Regions from separate parts of the Sus scrofa genome. Here region 2 is linked to region 1. A link is a contact called in public HiChIP or PLAC-seq data. All regions are on one chromosome and are shown on one strand. The core of a region is the stretch at or near the end of the contact, and the rest is flanking DNA. Distances in the headings are between cores, read along the strand shown.

What was found. HiChIP or PLAC-seq counts read pairs in DNA pulled down with a chosen protein or histone mark.
Region 2: an H3K27ac HiChIP or PLAC-seq map of skeletal muscle shows a contact between it and region 1. The contact joins the enhancer-like site here to the promoter of PALMD in region 1. A contact is called at or near these places in 1 of 5 promoter capture datasets (liver), 7 of 47 Hi-C or Micro-C datasets (heart right ventricle, liver, retroperitoneal adipose tissue and 2 more) and 1 of 2 datasets of contacts at active chromatin or transcription factors (skeletal muscle).

The regions. Positions count from the first base shown.
Region 1 is chr4:118,424,074-118,429,319 of Sscrofa11.1, reverse strand. PALMD (palmdelphin) reads left to right here and starts at 1,520. Exons shown (of 9, transcript NM_001038645.2): 1 at 1,520-1,598. The coding sequence starts at 1,554.
Region 2 is chr4:118,465,265-118,470,934 of Sscrofa11.1, reverse strand. No RefSeq gene overlaps it. Among named protein-coding and RNA genes, the nearest start is that of PALMD, 40 kb to the right of the region's middle. Within about 2 kb of position 4,109, at least 1 of the 83 cell types and tissues checked has an H3K27ac peak or open chromatin away from gene starts, as enhancers often do. A contact at or near this core is called in skeletal muscle, where this site is marked.

The DNA.
Region 1 (5,246 bases), core at 271-2,770:
AGTGTTCTAGGAGCTAAACAGAGGAGAAAGCAGGAGACCCAACTCTTTCTCATAAAGACCGATGTACCCTTCAGCCTGTTTTGCCCTGCCCTGTTTCTTAGGCAGAACTGAGGAACGACTATTAGAAAGTCAGGCAGTCCAGGTTGCGACCCTGGCTTTGCTACTTATTTGCCATGTGGCAAATTACTTCTCTGAGCCTCAGTTTCCTCATTTTTTAAATTGGGCTAATAGCACCTATCTACCAGCACCTTGAAAGATAAATCAGATGCAAAGCATGTGCCTATAGACAAAACTAACGAATACGAGCTATTTTTAGGACTGATACCCATTATGCAAAGGAAATTAGACCACCTGTTCAAGGCTTGGGTTGTCCTTTTAACCTCTTCAACTGAATGTTGATATGAAGGTCCTTGATAGCATCCAAACATATACGATGAGGTAGATGGTAATTAGGATTTATGACATCAAAATTTCATCCAAGAAATGGCAGGGGAAAGAAAATAGACAAAGTCGGCCATAAAGCTTCCCAGCCTCTGCTTTGACCGAAGAATTCAACTGGGCTTGACTTCCTTTTTCTAAAGGGCCAGGGAATACTCAGGAGGTGTGGGACTCATGAGCTCCAGAACGTCTCATCACACTTTCAAAGGCTCACTCTTCTCTCTTGCATAACTGGGGAGGTCAAAGTGGGCACCTTCCTGAGTGTCATTGCTGAGAAAGGTCCAAGAAAGAACTGCATTCTATAAAAACCCAGGACGAGAAATAACAGAGGGTGGCACCTGACGTTTAAACCACACTGAACACGGCCAGGGAACCAAGTTCTTACCAGAGTTCCATTAATGCCTTAGATGTCTCCATGACCTAAGGACTCCAGAGCTTAGAATAAACTGCTGAAGGGGAGGGGGAGGGAGAGGCAAGGACGGCCTGATGTAAATTTACCACTACATTAAATTCTAAGAATTAGAAGTTTGTATTATTTTCAAAAAGCAATCAAAGGAGGAAAGGTGAGCAAGTGACTCGCCCAGTCCAGGTAAGACTCTGTCTTTGCACCTGGAGGAGACAGCATGTGAACAACCCTGGACAAACACACAGACCCACACACGCAGAGATAGTTGTGAGCAGCTAGAGCAGAGGCTGATTAAACGCTCAGCGAGTGGGCTCCCTGTGCGCCTCCTAGAAACGAAGGAATTGGGTAAGGAACAGTTAATAAGAAAATGTGCCTTGCTAACTGTGCACATTACAACAAAGAGCTGGCAGCTCCTGAAGGAAAAGGGCTTGTGCCGCTGCCGTTCAAACTTGTCAGTCAGCCCTTGCCAGCAGCCGCAGCGTCTGCCTCCCCAGCACACACACCCTCATTACATGTGTCTGTCTGGCCTGATCTGTACATCTGCTCAGAGACGCTCCTGCCGAGTCGGGGATTTCTGCTTCCTCCCCCGGTGCAAGAGCGGATTTCTCCCTGCTCCTCCTCTGTCACCTCCACTCCTCTCCCCAAGGAGGCTCCTGCTGTATGGTAGTTCTGGACGTCCCTCGCTAGCTGCCTGTCCTTGACTTCTAGAATGGAAGAAGCGGAGCTGGTGAAGGAGAGACTCCAGGCCATCACAGTAAGTCTGCATACACTTATAACTCATGGAGGTGGTTGCTTACAGGAAAGGCAGACACGTTTGCTAGCTGCCCCCACCACGGAGCCCCGTAAGTGGAAAAACAGAACTGTCACCTTTCATGGACGTGTGTCTGCCGCTCTCTTAACCCTGGTGACCCTCTGTAACTCTTGGGCTTCCGAAACTGAGTACAGGGCAAATGTTCTTCATTTTCACAAAAACGGTGCCTATGTTTTAAATAGCAATCAGGAGCTTTAATGCCCGTTTGGTCAACCTGAAAAACGCAGTCTTTCCTGAAGTTTATATTTGACAAGCGTTAGATCAAAAAGCAGATGCCCAACTTGGAAACATTTTAAACAATTAAAGCGCCAAAAAAGTTAAAATATTTTAAAAAGGGGAGCGAAAAAGAAATAAAACAAACAACTGAAACTTTTTATTTGTAGTTGTGGTAGCGTGTTCCAGAAAGCCTAACAGAATTAAAAAGTGAATGTTGTACTTAAGCTGAGCGTTAAACAGGAGAAAAGAAGGTAAAAGCACATATCAAATTAATTCTAAGATATCAGTTTCCAGCAGAGTCACAAACTGAATAAGATCCTGATAAAGGAATGCAATGCATGCAATGCAATGGATTTGGAAAATATTTCGTTAATACCGGGAAGGAGAATAGTGCATTTTTTATGTTTGTTCTGGGAAAGAGTCAAAGTATGAAATGAATTACTTTCCTTAAATGATCCAGCTTTTTTTTTTTTTTTTTTTTAATTTTATTTTACAAAATCCTCTCTTTGGCAGTAACCTGAAAATCTCTGGCACAATCATTTGTCATTAGCTACAACTTATAACTTCTTTAAGGAAAAAATACTTAGGAAATCCACATCCCTGTTTTTCAGCATTTTTTTGCCACTGACTTAGCTGTCAAGAGTACTTTTTAAAAACTGATGCAAAATCAGCGTGGGTAGAAAAATATTATTCTTTGTTCTTCAAATTCCCAGAGCATAAGTTATTATTAAGCTAAGCTCAATTTTGAATTTTTTTTTTTTTAATGGACACCATCAATGTCTCCCAGAAAGGACTCAGTAAGCTGAAACCTTTTCTCAGCCAGTGGTTAGGAACCAAAAGTCCACAGATAAAGTTGGCACTCTTCCATAAGACAGTGCTTTGGAAATGTCTAACTTCTAATTAGTACATTTTCCCTTCTTCAGAAAACCTTGGTTTGGATTATTGTTTGTTTTGCTTTGTTCTCTTTTGTTGTTAAACTCAGCCACCGCTTCAGCTGTCCTGCTTTAAGGGACAGGAACTGGGCCCTGCTCTGTTGTTTTTGGCTTGGGTCCCTTACATTACAGCTGTTGTTCTAAAGGTTACTTTATTAGATTGTGTGAGTGTGGGCTCAAGCTCCGCTTTTCCTGACGCTTCTACCTCCTAATTAACCAAATTAAATCATGTATCCAGTGAAATTCACAAGGAGCCCCTTGTGCCACATTTTCCTTTTTGAAGCATAGCACACCCTTGTTTTAGCCCTTCCCACCCTGGGTGCACCTTACAACTCGTACTGAAGCCGTACATGTTCCAGAGGTATGACTGCATCCAGTTACTCAGGAAAGTTAGGAATTTTCATTGAAGGTTCCAAAGGCAAACAGAGCTAGAACAAGAGTCACAAAGCCTTACAGGCCGCCCAGTGGGTAACCAGGTTCCTAAATATACTGGCATGTGCTTTGGATATTTTAAATAACAACAACTACTATTCTTTGGATTACTTCCTTGGCCTAAACATAGTCCATTAGAAAGAATTCAGCACATCTCCAAAGTAAGACCACAAAGCAGTTCTATGTTGGAAGTAAGATATGTGTATTAAGATGGTAGAGACAAAATGGAGAAAAGTTCATGGGAACAAATGTCCACTAACCTACACCTCCCAGATTAAATCCAGTCACATTTGTCACGACCTAAAGGGGAAAAATGGAGCAGCGGTGTGTCCATGGAAACAACACATCCACTCCTCTCCGCCCCTGACCCCCAGGGAAATGCCAGCTTTCTCCACCCTTGCCCTACCCAGGAAGCCCCCTCAGCTGTTCCCCTTCTCCTGGGAAAACGAAAGCACGTTGTGTCGAGAGAGCTTCAGGAATTGTTTCACTTTGGGAAGTACTTAAAACCCTCAACATTTCTGACCTTGACTGAAACTCACAGATGATATTCTCACTTTAAGTCTTTTCCTCCTATTTCCCTACACGGAAACAATCTTTATATAGGTCAAGAATAAAATCATAAGGCAACTGCCCAAGGTAAGCAAACATAACGACACAGAGATTTCACGTTATTGGGGGAAAAAAAAAAAAAAAACTTTTTACATTCTAAGATCTATTGGATTTCTACATTAAATTTTGTTCCTCCAGTTCCTGGCTGTGAAATGAAATCATCTTCACTGCTGTATTTATTCCATATGGTTTCGAATGTCCAAAAAGTCGTTACTTCCACTGTAAGGAATTTAAAAAAAAAATGTATATGCCTAGCACTCGACAGAATCAAGTGCCCGTCTTCTGGTCCCTTTTTTGAAAAAATCAGATTAAACACAGTAAGTAGATGGAATATGGCACTAGGCTCTTGAATTGAAAACTAAATTACTGTGATGGTGCCATTGATTTCTCATATCAATAAATTGAATTTTAGATGAGTCAGAAGTCTTCTCAAAGACTTCAAGAGAATAAGGACAAAATTATGAGAGTACATGGAAACAATTGGTTAAAAGAAGGTACTTTGATTTCAGTATAGCAAGTATGGATTCTATTTCGCACAGCTCCTCTCGTGTTTCTTCTTCATTACTTTATCCATGTACAGGCATACCTTGGAGATATTCAGGTCTGGTTCCTGACCATGGCAATAAAGCAAATATCACAATAGAGTGAGTCACACGAATGTTTTGCTTTCCCAGTGCAGAAAAAAGTTATGGTTACACTACATAACCTAATGTAGTAGCATTATATCTAAAAAAACAATATGCATTCTTTAATTAAAAAAATACTCTGTTGCGGAGTTCCCATTGTGGCACAGCAGAAATGAATCCAATTAGTATCCATGAAGATGTGGGTTCGATCCCTGGCCTTGCTCAGTGGGTTAAGGATCCAGTGCAGCTGTGAGCTTCGATGTAGGTTGCAGATGAGGCTCAGATCTGGCATTGCTGTGGCTGTAGTGTAGACCCCCTGGCATGGAAACGTCCATATGCTATATGTGCAGCCCTAAAAAGACAAAAACAAAATAAAATATTGCTAAAAAAATGCTAACCATCATCTGAGTCTTCAGAAATTTGTCATTATTTTGCAATAGTAACATCAAAGATCCCTGATCACAAAGACAATATTGGATGTTTTCATTTACATGTGAAATCTAAAAAATAAAACAAATGAACAATTGTAACAAAAAAGAAATAGATTCTCAGATACAAAGAACGAAACTGGCGATCACCAGAGTAGGGAGGGGAGAGGGGAGGGGCAAAATAGGTGAAGAGGATTAAGAGGTATAAACAACTAGGTATAAAATAAGCTACAAGAATGTAATGTACAGCACAGAGAATATAGTCAGTATTTGTATGGAATATATGGACTTTGTATGGAATATAATCTATGAAAATACTGAACTCCTATGTTGTACACCTGAAACTAA
Region 2 (5,670 bases), core at 2,860-5,359, 39 kb before region 1:
TCAAGTTCCTGGGGACTTCTAAGTTGACTAAAGTTCTAAATCCAAACACTAGAATCATCAAGCCAAATCCAGCATAGAGGTCAATGATCCTGACTGTATTGATCCTGCTGTCATGTTAGTAGGTACTATGACACAGACCACAAGAGAAAGCTTTGCAACATCGCTGCTTTACCAGTCGAACAGGGAAGAGTTCCCTAGGAAAACACTGCCAACACAATATTTAAATTAATACTGCCAAAACGAGGACCTTCCGCAATCTTGGGTGGCTTAGAGGAATTTGACTGACCTGAAGAATAAAACTAAAATTAAAAAAAAATTTTCTTTCCAAAGACAATAGATAGTATTAGACAGCCAAGTCCTTGGAGACCAAGAGTCATGTATTGAGGATTGAGGTCTCAGAAAGAGCGAGCATTCGTAGAAGGAACCCTCGCGGATGAAGAAAACAGTGACCACAGAGGAAAGATCAATCTAGCCCTGCGGTTTCAAAGAGCCAAGGGGAATTCTGAGAGGGAAAGGTATGGAGAAACTTTATCATAAAAGTGACTGAACTTGAAGATGTCAAGGGGAGGAGAAGCAGAGAGACTAATTCAAAAGAAACTAAGCTTTTCTCCATAGAGAAAGCACACAATTTTTTGAAGAGGCTCGAAACTTCACGAGGAAAAGGTTATTATTATTGTTTGCTCTTTCCTATCACAGCAGCCTAGCTGGAAAGCAAGAGAGTCAGCTAGAAAAACACAATGCAGCCTTCTGTTCTAGGGGAAGTGGAAAAAAAAAAAAAAAAAGAGGTCCAAGGTTGCCTCCTTCTTACCCACTCTTGAGGCACATTTTTATACCATTGTTGGACTTTGCAGTTTTCCTCTGGTTGCCATGGAATCAGAGAGACAAATACCTTGCTTCCATTTTAAAGCTGAATTCCCTCACAAACAAAATTGTTTCCATTTGAGGATATTCTCACCCTCACACTCCATCAGAGCTGCTTTCAAAAGAACATGTCTTTTAAAAACATGGGTGAAAATTCATGGCATTCTGACTATGGAGGAAATATATGTTTCTTTTTTAAAAACTAGGAAATGAAAAGAAAGAAAAAGTTAATGAAATGGTCCTACGAGCTCTTCACCAACAGGTGACTAGTAGCTCACATTTGGGCATATTTATTTCAGGTCTTTCCTCTATGTAGATGTATTTTTTGTTTTATACATTACAAAATTGCAGCCCTATTACATATATAGTTGTGTATGCTCCTTTTTCTTCTTTTTATATCCAAGGGATGTACTCTTCTAAAGCAGGGCTATAAATCCCAGAGATGGTCTTTATAGAGTTTTATAGCATCTTTCCCTTTTGAATCTTACATATTCTTATCCAAAGAAGAACTTAATAAGACATCAGTCTGATCTTTGTGTCTCCATGAACCTAAACACTTAAGAGGAGTTAGCAGCAAGGAAGGATGACTTAACTGTGTGAGGAAATTCTTGGAAATTCTTGTTCATTTTCCATTCATTCATGCTATTAAACAGGGAGTAGGGATAGCTTCATCTAGGGTTTGAACCAAAAATAATCTGAGAAAATAACTATAAAATATCATGATTTTTTTCTTTCAGTTAATACATGTTCTCCACAAGTACCAGAGTACTTTTCAATGAGTAAATCTTGTGGCATACTCGGGGTCAAATCAGAGCTACAACTGCCGGCCTACACCACAGCCACAGCAACGCGGGATCCAAACCCCACCTGTGACCTACAGCACAGCTCATGGCAACGCCAGATCCTTAACCCACTGAGCGAGGCCAGGGATAGAACCTGTATCCTCATGGATACTAGTCGGATTCGTTTCCGATGCACCACAATGGGAACTCCCAACAATTAGTAATTCTTTAGCCCCTTCATTCTTGCAAGACTGATCAAGATTACCAGGCTTGTCCCATAAGCCAAGAACCTGGACTTTGAAAAATATAAAAACTCCAATGAAGAGGTGTGGTATGGTGGAAATTATATCAGTTTGCGTCAAACAAAAGGCTTTCAGATCTAAGCCCTGCAATTTAGTAGATGTGTGACCCTGAACATGGTATTAAAACTCCCTAAGTTTTCCTCATCTCTAAGAATTTGGGTTGCAGAACCACCCAGCCGCTGAACTGGAGTAAGAAGGAATGACAGGCAGCGTAAGGGAAAATGCTCCCCATGGTGCCTGACACTGTGTGAAGCACCTGGTAAAGATCGACGCCCTTCTTTCAATGGCAGCTTGAGATAAACTTAAAACGCTGCCTCAGGGAGTTCCTCTTGTGGCTCAGCAGGAACGAATCTGACTGCCATCCATGAGGACGCAGGTTTGATCCCTGGCCTCACCCAGTTGGTGGAGGATCCAGCCTTGCCAGGAGCTGTGCTGTAGGTGGCAGACACCGCTGGGATCTGGAGTTGGCTGTGCCTGTGGTGTAAGCCAGCAGCTACCGCTCTGATGGGACCCCTAGCCTAGAACCCTCCATATGCCATGGGTGTGGACCTAGAAAGACTAAATAAATAAAGAAAAACTCTGCCTCAGAATTACACCATTTCTGTAAACAGCGGTGTTTACCTTGTTTGTTATCTAAGTGATCAGTGATTCTATGTTGTTTTTTCTACCTTAACAAACATGCGGGGATAACCCTACCTCCATTTGCCGCTCGGTGAAAATCACGTAATGGAAAAAGTTTTCTATGAAACTTAAAGAGTCAGGAAGAAGAGGAATGTTCATATTTCCAAGTTCCTTTTTCTGAATTCCCAGCCCAGTGGAGGAAACGAGTTCATTTGTGTACCATCAAAACCAAAAGAGAAAAAAAAAGACTTCCCCTGTTGACTGTTAGGAGACCTCCTTAACTATTCTACCAGGACTTCCAGAATCAAGATTAAAAAGAAAAGAAAGACATGATGTTTCCACACATTTCCTATCAATATGAGGATGTTGGAGTTATGCTGGTAAACAGAGTAAGGAAGCAAAAATCTCATTAGCACCAAATTGTTTTATAATTAACCATACTGAAAGCAGAAGATGAAGAGTTTACTCAAGAGATTTCTGAAGATTAAGAGATTAAATTAAACCAATTATTTACTAAACCTCCCGAAAATCTATAGCAGACACCAAAAAATATTCTCATTTTTTAATACTTCCAGGATTGGTCTAAGTCCCAATAAATAGTTAAAGTGTGATGAGTTCTTTTGCTTTGGCTACTTTATTTATTTATTTAGCGTGTTTCAACCAAAGAAACTAAAATTAAAAGCACTTGTGTAGTAAATCATTGTAACATTGGAAACAGAAATAATTCATATCCCATATTTACATTCACCCTAAGTTAAAAACTACTACTACTACTAGAATACTGATGTTTAGATAGATAGTATATAGCAAAATACTACTTTTGAACCATTTTTAAAAATTCCTAATTAGGTATACATCTGGTCTTGGCTACGGAGATAATCTGTAAATTCATAGAAGGCAATGTCATTTTTACAAATGAATAAAACAATACACAGAAACGTTTTGTGATTTGGCTAATGATCTAACGACTTGAAAACCAAAAAAAAAAAAAAAAAAGACTTGAAAATGAAAATTGATTTCGATTTTTTCCTGGGACAATGATATGTCATTGAACGTTTTGGACCATGAAGTTTACTTATATCATCCCTAAGATGTCTTAGGAAGATCGTTCAGAAAGTAGTTTGCAGAATAAACTCAAGGAGGGAGAAATTAGTGACAGGAAGGTAAAAAAGAGACAAACAAAATAATTCAGCAAAGGAGTAATTTTAAAAAGGTTGGTATATGACAGGGTTTTTTTTTTTTTTTTTTTTTCCCACTAAAAGCAGCCTCGTTTGTTTTGGTTTGGGTTTGGGTTTGGGTTTTCTGTCTCCCCTACCTCACTAGAAATTCCTTTTCTACTGTCTCTTTTTCCTTCAGAGGAAATCTGGCCACTGCCCCACCCCCCTCCATCCCCAGTGCATTCTTGGAAACTCCTGCCTTGTGGCATCTTATTCCTCCTTTCAATTCCAGCCTCTGGTTCTGAAACTTCTCTGCCTGTAGCTAAAGGAGCGTGTGTCATGTTCAAGCATACGGTTTCACCTTCGCCCCTCCAACCTTTCTGCTTGAAGTGCACACATGTTTGGGCCCTCAGACAAGCTGCCTACAGGTGCAGCCGTGGACTATAAATCCTTGGTAAGTTACATCCCGGCAAAAGAGACATGGATTTCTGTCATTCAGCATTTCCAAACAGGTGTTAGCTTTAACCTCACAAGATCTTTCAAACTCAGATGGATTTCTGTGCAGTGAGAAATCACAATCCACAAAAAGTATTTCCTTTTAAAATACCCATTCCTGAGGTTTCTGAGAGCTAAGGTGGGCTGGCTATGCTTGGCAAGAGTACAGTCTGTGATTTCAGGGCTGTGTTTCAAGGTTCAGCCTTCTTAAGTAGAGAACAAAATGTCTCTCTCTCTCTCTCTCTTTTTTTTTTTTTTTTTTTTTTTTTGAGGTATGCTGCCTGCCAAAGGGAAAATAGGGTGGGTTTTTTTTTCCTTTTTCACCATAAGACTATCTTTCTTCTTTGGGATACATTTTTTTACTTGAAATAAACAGAATAAGTAGGAATCTTGATGATAAAAAGAAAATATAATGATGTTTATTTTCATGTGATCAACAAGTAAATCTTTACTTATTTAATAAACAGCCAAGGAAATGCCACATATTTGACAAACCTGACTGACTTTTTTTAAATTGAATGATATTTCTAAGAATATATCTTCTAACTGTTCCTTTTGTATATGAAAAAGAGAAACAGCTCTCCACCTGGTAAAGGCGTAATTCTTTGATGAACAAAGTATACTTAACTAAAGAATATCCCTAAATTTATCTTATATAAAAAAAACTTTTAAAATACCTGACAGATCATTCAGAGTTTAGGGATTATCCCATATGAAAAATATTCAATAGGAGTATTATTTTTGGACTAATATGTTTTCTATGTTCCAGTATCTAAATAGCATGCCATACTTAATTAACTTCAATATAGGAGTTAAAAATATTGTTTAAGTCTTTGGCACTTTCTCAAAATGCTATCAAATTATATTTGAACTTGCCCACTGTCTTTATCCACCCTAAACTGTAAACTCAGGGAGGACAGGAACAACACCTGACTCGTTCATCATTGTTATTTCACTGTCTAAAGATTGTAGGTTTCAGTAGCTATTTGTTGAATAAATTAATTAAATAACCATCTAATAAAGTAAAATTTTCAACAAGGCTGTTTTTTTTTAAATAAACCCTATTTTAAAAAAATAATTTTGCAACAGAAAAGTTAAGGATGTTCTGCCTTAACATCATGCTATTTTTCTAAATAAACCCTTTCTAAAAAAATTTTTTTGCAACAGAAAAGCTTCAAAGACAGTAGAGAGTTCTGGCATGGCCATATCCAGTTTCAGTTTGCCCTATGTCATCATCTGACCATGATACATTTCTCAAAACTAAGAAGCCAGCATCAGTACATTATTATGAAGCAAACCCAGACTTTTTTCAGATTTCAATAAATTTTCTCATTAATGTTCTTTCTCTATTCCAGAACCTGATACAGGTTATCACATGCTATGTAGTCATCAAGCCATATTAGTATCTTCTGGTCTGTGACAGTTTCACAGTCTGTCTTTATTGATCATGAC